Linked DNA regions of Hordeum vulgare: region 1 is linked to region 2. Evidence: chromatin contacts called from public Hi-C data. All regions are on one chromosome and are shown on one strand. The core of a region is the stretch at or near the end of the contact, and the rest is flanking DNA. Distances in the headings are between cores, read along the strand shown.

Evidence for each region. Hi-C and Micro-C count contacts between places; a contact is called where the count stands out from the background.
Region 1: a contact with region 2 is called in a Hi-C map of leaf, with 4 times the contacts expected there. The contact joins the promoter of LOC123443280 here to the promoter of LOC123443121 in region 2. A contact is called at or near these places in 2 of 6 Hi-C or Micro-C datasets (leaf and seedling).

Annotation. Positions count from the first base shown.
Region 1 is chr1H:10,825,469-10,830,577 of MorexV3_pseudomolecules_assembly, reverse strand. It overlaps LOC123443280 (putative F-box/LRR-repeat protein 23), which reads left to right and starts at 1,915. Exons shown (of 2, transcript XM_045119649.1): 1 at 1,915-2,374; 2 at 4,204-5,109. The coding sequence starts at 2,052. The coding sequence ends at 4,855.
Region 2 is chr1H:10,552,306-10,557,215 of MorexV3_pseudomolecules_assembly, reverse strand. LOC123443121 (replication protein A 70 kDa DNA-binding subunit C-like) reads right to left here and starts at 2,646. Exons shown (of 2, transcript XM_045119430.1): 1 at 2,156-2,646; 2 at 1-1,005. The coding sequence starts at 2,448.

The DNA of each region.
Region 1 (5,109 bases), core at 666-3,165, 270 kb before region 2:
GATGCCACTTATCCGTCCCAAACGGTCGGGCAGCCTGCGCGGACACAAAATTGCCACCCAACTGGACACCCAAAACGCAGCACAAACGCCCGGGATGACTCGCAACCCCGTAGAAGTTTACATGCCACGCCTCGGGTTTGAAGTGTTTCCCATGTGGCGGTGCCATCTTGCGTCTGAGCTCCAACGCAGGACTACATTCGATGTGTATTTTTGTAGCCGAGCTCCAAAGCTCGTCGCCATCCGAGGTGTCATAGATTACCTCGGTCTGTGAAAATTTGAAGGAATTCATCCGACTTAAATGCCGGAATAGTCTTTTACGGAGCCAGCCATTCGCATTCGACCTATATGCCGGACTGCTTCCGAGGTGGTGCACCACCTCGGTCTCAGGCTATTTTTTGCGGAATTTATTTCCGATTGGTGTAATTTATTTACTACCGATATGTATAGACAGTAGCCCTCAAGGTATGTATCGGTCTAAAACCCGAGTTGCACCCGAAGGATAAAAATAAAACCGCTGATCCTAGTAGCTCCCGAGACACAGATATATTAGTGAAATCGGCCTCAGGATCAATTCCTTACTTGGCAGCATACTCTAAGAATTAAAACGCGGTTTGTAGTAGCCCCGGGACTCAGATTGGATGCGGCCGACCAACCTAAGGATCGTAATCTCCTCGAAAACTGTGTTGCCCTTGTTGTGTACGTTTTAACAACGCCAAGGTGCAGATTGACAGGAAAGATACCAAACTACGATTTGGAAAAGAATTTTCGGTTGGTGTAATTTAGTCTCCGATGAGCTATATAACCAGTAGCCCCCGAGACTTGGGTTGGGCAATCATATGCATGCATTGCCCCAAATTATTTAAATACAACTCATAAGAAACAATGCATTGGCATGATTCTATATCTTATCTTACCTACTAATAAAACAAACAGTGCTTCTTCCGTACGTCATCCAAATTGCCCTTAAAGTTGACTAAAATTACCCACCAATGCCACCTATAAGTCATAAAAACGTTTCAAACAGAAAAATCTCCGGACTGGGCCGGCCCATGTAGGCACCTCCTATATTACGCTATGGGCGTTGGAAAAAGATGCAGCACACCTGTTTGGGCCGGCCCATGTGTGGGCGCCTGTTTTTTTAGTTTAGTTTTTTTATTTTTCTTTTCAGTTCCATTTTGTTTTTCTACTTTAATTAATTTAGAACTTCAAACAACTTTTTTCAATTTTAAGAAACTGAGAATTTCAAAATAAAATATTCAGAAAAACATATTTTTTTGAGAATATTCAAAAACTACTCAGGAGTTTCGAAAAATGTTTGCATATAAAAAAATATTTAAACTTTGAGAAAATGTCCATAAAATAAAAAAGTCAATGATTTTAAACAAAAGTCCGTGTAAAAATCTTAAAAACAGTTCGTGCCTCTGTTTTTAGTCTCATTTTTTATTTTTATTTTTCTGTTCCATTTTTTAGTTTAAATAATTGAGAACTTTGAAAAACTTTTGCAATTTATAAAACTGGGAATTTTGAAATAAAAGTTTGAAGAAAATATAAAGTGTTTGTGAATTCAAAAAATGCTCAGGATTTTTGTAAAAATATTCGCATATTCAGAAAAATGTTCATAATTTTTAGAACAATGTTGGTGAAAACAATAAAAGTCCATGATTTTGAAAAAAAGTTTGTGTGTTATTTTTTGAGTGCAATTGAAAAAATGTTTACTAATTCAAAAAATGTTCATGCATTTTAAGAAATGTTCTAAAATTTTAAAGGCATTATATGATCAGCATCATTGGAGATTATAATTGTTTTTCTCCCGTTGCAATGCACGGGTCCTTTTGCTAGTTTTAATAAAAGACGATGCATTGACATAGGTCTGGGTCCTTCGGGACCCTTTTGTTAAAAAAAAAAGTTGGCCCTAGAGAGAGAGAGCAGAGTAAATTTATTTACCGGTGCATAATTGGCGAGTGAAGTCTGTCCTCGGAGCATCTCCTTCTCACCCACGCCGACCACCCCTCCTCCCCCGTCCGGCAAACCCTAGCCCGTCGCCGCCGCCAATGGAGGAGGAGGAGGAGGAGGAGGTAGAGATCCGCGACTGGGCGGGGATGCCGTCGGACGCGCTGTTCGCGGTGTTCGGGAAGCTGGACGTGGCCGACATCCTGGCGGGGGCCGGCCGGGCGTGCCGCGCGTGGCGCCGGCTCGCGGACGGCGACGCCGCGCTGTGGCGCCGCCTCGACATGACCCACCACGGCGACATCCTCGAGACCGAGGAGGCCGAGGCCATGGCCCGCGCCGCCGTCGACCGCGCCGCCGGCACCCTCCAGTCCTTCTGCGCCGACACCTTCGTCACCGACGCCCTCCTCGCCTACATCTCCTCCAGGTCTCTCGCCTCTCCCCTCTTCTACATCCCCTGCGATGGGGGATTTTTCTTCCTCTCTCCCCCGAATTTGCTGCCGCTGCTGCTAAATTAAAGTGCATACAACAACTTCTTTAACTGATGGCAAGTCTGTATTCTTTAATTTGTACGTATTCTCTAGTCTTTGTGCGATTCGATGTGCATAGAAAATGTGATGGCTGAATTCTGTCTACTCCGTTGCTTGGGACACAGTAATGTGTGTGGAGCAACACAGAAAATGTGTATGGAGTAGCGCGCCGAAGGTTTGTTTTCCTGGAGGGAATTGGCCTGTTCCCACTAATCTCAGCTAAGATCGGGATTTTTGAGACTGGTCAGAATGTGGGTATCAATGTGCTACTTGGATATAATATAGGGACCGACCGATCTCTAAAACATACAACGATAGGTGAGTCTCAGCATGGAGACTTTACAGGGGTAAAGGCCATCTGAACTTTGTTGTTGCTTTCCAGCAAATTACTTGATGTAAAGGTCTGTAGAAAACCAAATAGCCACTTTGACGGTTGAGTACCATTTTTTTTTCTGATAAAGATGTAGGTTGGCACTGTCCTGATGAGTGACTTCTATGTGTGTTTTTTCTGCTGGTGTTCTTCTCCCAAAGGTAGGCAGTTTCACCGCAAGATTGATGCGTGATTGAATTTGGCATTTCCTACAATCCTGCCTTCGGTAGCTGCAGACTTCTCTGTTAATCTTCCAGTAACTGTTTTTGGTTCATGTATCTTCCAGTACCTTTCACTTGTACACAGTTCTCTCTTGCATTTAGATTATCCAGAAACATGCAACCTTGGAAATTTTCACAATTTTATACAACAATCCAACCCATGTACTTCAGGATGAACGTTTTAGTGTGCCTGCACTTTTCATGTAGTTAACTTACATATTGGGGTGGGCCCACCACCTGGGTTCAAATCATCATTTACTCGAATTGGTTCATATTGATTATACTATTGGAGCCACCACTACAACATTTCCTTGCATAAAAAAAATTAAGGGCGTTACTGAATGCGCATCCAATTTGTAGATCTGTATCGCATAGTGTTAGCAATCAAATCAGCAACTATGCAGTGAAACTGTTACTGGCTACTTTCTGTTATGGTATTGCAACTGTTATAGGTATATCCCCTCACTGAAGCGAAACCACTAAGCTGTCCTTAACTCCATATTCTTGTGATCGTTTCTTTGCTTGGTAAGCGTAGTGGTAGTCAGAGTTGCTATTTTCTTATTGTTGTGTTGATCTTTTGGTGCATTGAAATAAACTGACCCCACTTCTTGACCACCTAAAACATGTCTCGTTGTCCTCTTCTTCTAATGGTTTCACTAGATGTGATATGTTTGGTTGGGCTTCCAGCCAGCTTCCGTCTACCGGCTTCTAAGCCAAAAGCTTCTATTTAGGGGCTTCCGGCTGCAGCTGTGGCTTTCGGCCTTGTCACAGCCATAGCCGAAAGCCACAGCTGCAGCCGGAAGCCCCTAAATAGGAGCTTTTGGCTTCGAAGCCGGAAGCCGGAAGCTGGCTGGAAGCCCAACCAAACACCCCCGTAGAGTTCAGACACAGTATCAAGTCATGTTGTCTTTTGTTTAGAACTGCATGCTGAAGTTCATTTGCATGCGACTGTAGTTAGATTTATTTGAAGACCATGATGAATCTAACAGCATGGAATGTTTTACTTTCACATGGTTATTTCAATCAGTTCTGTGATTCTAGTGTTATTTCTTGTCATGATCTTGGAAAGCATGATTGGGTTTGGCATTAGTGTAAATGTTTGTGTTAGATAAGAACTTGCCAGGTCTCAATGCAGGGCATCCTTGCTGAAGAGCCTTCAACTGAGCCTGTGTGATGAAGTATCCAACGAGGCACTGGCAGAGGCAGTCAAGGGCTTTCCTCAGCTAGAGGAGCTGGATATCACATTCTGCTCACTGAACAGCAACGTGTGCGAGTCAGTCGGCAGAGCCTGCCCACGCCTGAAATCCTTTCGGCTGAACGAGCGCTGGACCATGCTCCAAAGGGGGTTCGCGGCCTTCGAGGGCATGGACGATGACACGGGAGCGCTCGGGATCGCAAGCAGCATGCCCGAGCTCCGAGACCTCCAGCTGATCGGCAACAACCTGACCAATGTGGGGCTGGCGGCGATCCTTGACAACTGCCCCCGCCTCGAGTCCCTTGACGTGCGCCGCTGCTGCAACCTCCAGATGGACGATGCCATGAGGTCCAAGTGCGCCAGGATCAGGAACCTCAGGCTTCCCCAGGACTCCATCTCTGACTTCAAGTACCGGGCATACATCGCCAGCAGTGATGACTACCCTGGTTCCGACTTCGAGGTCGACGTGTATGATGATCTGCTGGACGTGGTCACGGACGAGGAGGACGCTGAGTTCGATGACATGGATGACTATCTCGACGAAGCGGGCTCGGACGCTGACATGTACGATGATGTGTTTGGTGATGTTTGAAGGAGATGAAATGATGTGGGTGTTTCCCTGTGTCTGTGTCGAAACTCTTGAAGCTAGCCTCTCGCGCTTTGGTACCGGATGTCGATCCGCTCATGTTTCCGTCTCCTCCTGTTTGTTAACTAATCTACTCTCTTGCTGTGAAATCGGGCTAGTTTTCTCTCTGCTATTGTAATTTTATGCCGCACTTGTGAACTGCCACTCAATAAAACTGCATGTAAATTAAGTATTGACGCCAATGTTATATGTTGTGTTTG
Region 2 (4,910 bases), core at 1,397-3,896:
ACTTCTATAGTTGTTGAAGAATCTAGACTGACTTCGTAGTCATTGTTCAAATGGTTATACTGCTTATTTGCGGGTTTCAACGACCCTCTAGATATCAAGTACACTTTATCAACCTCAATCAGGTCATAGAACTGATCCAGCTGTGTATTAAAGCATACTGCACGAATTTCTCCACCATGAGCATCGCGGAGATCAAAGTTGAAGAGTTTGCCTGGACCCTTTGCATTTTTGTAGTGCTTGACCTGACTCTTGGCAGTCACCCTAGCCTTTATTGTCCATGTACGTTGGTAAGGGTTCAATGCAGAAATCGGGACAGTGCGAAGGGCAGCTCCGTTCTTAGCAACTGGGCCATTATTTGCATACGCTTGAGGTGGTTGCTGATACGATGGCTGTGCAGGACGCCCATAAACATTGCCAGGGGGGCTTATGCCCCCACCTGTGCCAGGAGCTGCAAACCTTTGGTTCTGATGGGAGTTGAGTGAAGGCCGCTGGGAATTTGGGTGCACCATATTGCCATTCACTGTGTTCTGCGCTGACATTGTACCATAAGATCCACCAGGCGACACGTTGTTAGGTCCAGGTTGGACTGTCCGACCAATAGAAGGGTCCACTGGGCTGTGAACACCATTGTAAGGCCGCTGAGAGTTTTGCTGCACCATATTGCCATTCATTGTGTTATGTGCTGACATTGTGCCATAAGATCCACCAGCCGGCACATTATTAGGTCCAGGTTGGACTGTCTGACGAATAGAAGGGTTCGCTGGGCTGTGAACACCACTGTAGGGTCCACCATACGACTGATTGTTAGTACTCTGCTCCACCTTTGGGACAACACCATTGCCCAGCATGCCAGGACCATTGGAATAGTTTCTGTTATTTGCTTGAGCAGCACTGGCCGGTAAGTTAGGCGCCTGTCCCGCAGATAAGCTCTTTTCATAAATCTTTGGCTTCCCGATCAAGTCACACTCACTTTGCAGAACCTCAAGTTCAACAACAATAATAATCCTGAATGAAACAGAGAAAATTGTCAGCTATCGGAAGTTCCCTGAAAGAAATCTGGTTAGTTATACCATAGGATTTTTGTTTTCTAGAAACAAAGTCAGGTCATACAGTGGTAGTTACAGAAAAGAATAGCAAATTGAAGACGAGGCTGGAGAATATAACAACAAAACACAGCCTTACAATTTATAAGATCCAGCCAGCCCATGCTATTTGCTAGTATATTCTAGAAATATGCATGTTTAATCACAGTCACAAGAACAAACAAGGTTCCAAACACTTATGCAAGTCCGATAACTCAGACATGACAGCACATGATGTAAACTGTTCCATTGGTTCAATTTTGCTTTAGCAGCATTGGCACAATATACAACACAAGCAAAATTAAAAACACGACGCCATGGGCTGATAAAATCATAACACAGCAAGGGTAGTTTCTTAAAGAACTAGGGTTCTTGGCACTGGAACTTGTTAATAACACATGAAAAGCATAGTGAATTTCATTGGATCAGGGTAGACCCGCAATAATACAACGACACGTCAAATCACGATGGGACAGGAAACCAAACTATATTTACAGGCCACGGAAAAGCGAGATTGCAGCTCGCAGGCTAATTCTTGGCGAGCTTTGCTACATCCACGGGCAATTACGGGCTGATGGATGTTACGGGATGATTAGTCAGTTTCTTATTGGAGATTAGGAAGGACGCGGGTCCACCCCTGAAAATCAGGGGGGCAGTTTTAGCATTGGATAAAAAAGGTCCGTAATTTTATGTACAAGTGGTCCGTAAGTCTAGCATTTTTTATTCTTGGCACACCAGCAGACATGAAAAGCTAAAAACATTCATCTAAAGAACACGGGGTCAAACAAGAAATTCCCCTCACTATATTCATCTAAATAACACGGGTTTCAGAGCTCATACGGGCGGACACTGCAGATTCGACATCTCTACATCTTTCGATTCATAATAAGTAGTGTAATAAGTTGCAAGAAACTAGCGCAAGATCCCATCGGCAACCCTAAATCTTTTGATTGATTCATAATAATATGTACCCCGGTTTTAGCGCCCCCGCGAATCGAACCGGAGGAAGGAAGCGGGCCAAGATCCAGTCTTTGTCGGGAGGAGAGAAATCGAGGGGGGGGAGGCGGGCGGACCTGCGGTTCTGGATGGTGTTGCAGGTGATGTCGAGGAGGTGGACGACGGAGCCGATGCGGAGGGCGCCGGTGTTGACGAGGTGGTTGTGGGTTGTGGCGAGCATGGACTGCTGGGAGTGGACGCCGTCGGAGAGCAGCATGCGGTAGCGCTCCGACAGGTGGCCGACGTGGTTCTTGGTGGTGACGGTGCGCAGGTCCGCCACCTGCAGCACCGGCTGGATGTTCCCCGGCCCGTCCGGCAGCTCCCATATCTCCCTCACCGCCCCCTGCGTCAGCCGCGGCGCCCCCTCCATCCCCTCGCCGGCGGGACGGGGCGGGGTTGGATTGGATTGGTTTCGGATCTGGGCGGGGGAGATGAGGAGAGGGAGCGGCGGCGGCGGCGGCGGCGGCTGGTTTGCGGGGGAAGGAAGGAAGGAGGCGGTTTGCAGGTGGGGTGGGGGTGGGTCTATGGACCGGGTGCAGAGCGTTTCGCGTTTTAAGTTTTCGGGTGGAGCGCCCCGCGTAGTGGGGGGAGCGTTTTCGGTAGAGAGGGAAACTGAAATTTCGATTGGCAGGGGTACAGGTTTCTTTTTCTCCTTTTTCTTCAAGTGTGAAGTCTTATCCCTCGCCGGCGACGACGGGGCCGACGATGTTGGCAACGGATTGGGGTTAGATCATTGTAACAAGGATGGAACGAAGAGAACCGAGTTAGGGAACGCCTTGGCAGCAAGGATGTTCGTGAAGGCCGATCGAGGCCGCCATCTAATCAAGCACTTTTCGCCGGCATTGTTCGATTTTTACATTCGGGCGTCGAGGGCCCTCGGGACATCGGTGTGGCCCCTTTGTTGGTGGCGAGGAGATATGTTTGATTCTCGAACGTGACAGGGTGTCCAGGTGATGGCGGTGTTATGACATTAGGGATAGGTCATCTTTGCCCGTGCACGCTCTCGTACTTGATGAGTGGGTGCCCATGGGTCTTAACGCGGGGCCTAGGGGATTTTCATGTGTCGATGGTCATCTAGCGATTCGACTTTGTGCGGTCATAGGGCTAGAGAAGCACAAACATTCCCTTGACCACATTTTTTCACTGTCGACTTTAATCCCGTCCTCGAAGAAGGTCGTAGTTGAAGTGTTGGAACAGATGCAATATCAGGGTCCCATAATTTAGGGATCCTCGTATTGCATCTGTAAATCAAAGTGTTGAAGTGATGCAATACCACAAGTAAAAGTTGTTGGCGCTGGACAACAACAATGAGCTGCACAAATTCACCGACACGGTAAATACGCACACTACACAACCCCTTCACTTGTGATGAACTTGAAGGGAAGCTTCAACCAACAAGCAAGCAACGGAATAGCACAAACAACCTGCACATGTGACACAAGATTTAACGTGGAAAAACCTTCTCAAGTTGAGGAGTAAAAACACCACGGCAATGGACCAACCGGTCCACACAACTTCACTGTGAGAATGATGAGTACAAAATCTTCTCTAGAACGTCTAGAGATATTTACAACACACTCTCCACGTTGCCAACCGACAACGGCAACAACAACAACAACAAGAGACAAGATTACATCAAAGCATGTTCATCCTAGCTAACTCTCTCCACAATTGTCCTGTTCATCCTATCAGCAACACCATTCAGCTTTGGTGTCTTTGAGGGAGTAAATTGATGCCTAATACCTTCCTCCTTGCAACATGCATCAAATGGCACAATATACTCTCCTTCATTATCAGTGCGAATGCACTTGATCTTCTTCTCAGTTTCTCTCTCAACTGAGGCTTGGAATTGCTTGAATACACCTAGTACTTGATCTTTGGTCCTCAAAGTGAAGGCCCAAACTTTCCTGGAAAAGTCATCAATAAAAGTCACAAAGTACTTTGCACCACCAAGAGATCTTACCGACATTTTACAAACATCTGAATGTATCAGTCCGGCTTCTCGGACTTCTTGTGAGGGGGTAGAGTCTTGAAGGCAACTATGTGTTGCTTCCCTGCTAGGCAATGTGAACATTCCTTGATGTGAACTCCTTTCACACCCTTCAACAATTTTTTCTTCAATAGCACCGTCATCCCCTTCTCACTCATGCGCCCAAGTCTCTTGTACCATAGAGCACAATGATCATCCTTCTCTAGGGCATTGACGGAAGCACTAAAGAGCTTAGTATGAACATGATACAAAACTGAGACTATTTTACCTCTTGCAAGAATCATGTTGCCTTTGGTGAGCTAGTATTGCCCTTTTCCAAAACTGCTCAAGTAATCATCTCCATCAAGCAAACCAACTGAGATAGTATTGAGATGAAGTGCCTCAACATGCCTCACAGACCTGAGGACTAACCTTGTACGTAACATTTGCAGTCTCCAAATGCACATCTCCTTTTCCATAGATGGTTGTCCTATCATTGTTCCCCATCTTCACAACACAAAAATCACCGGACATATAGTTAGTGAAGAGCTCCCTGCGAGATGTAGCATGAATGGTGGCACCGTTGTCTGGTATCCAAATCATCTCGTCACCGTCCACAAGGTTGACCGTTTCATCAGAAACAACAGTGATCCGCTCCTCAACAGTGGAACCAAATCTGCCCTCATTTTCTTCATGCATAACAAGCATGATCTCCTCGCCTACTGTAGTAACTCTGTTGCCCTCTGTGTCACTACCACTGTTAGCTTGCTTCTGATCTTTCTTCTTCTTTTTCTTTTTTCTTTCTTCCACTTGTCACATTGCCACTTAATGTGCCCTTCTGATGGCAGTGATGGCATTCATAA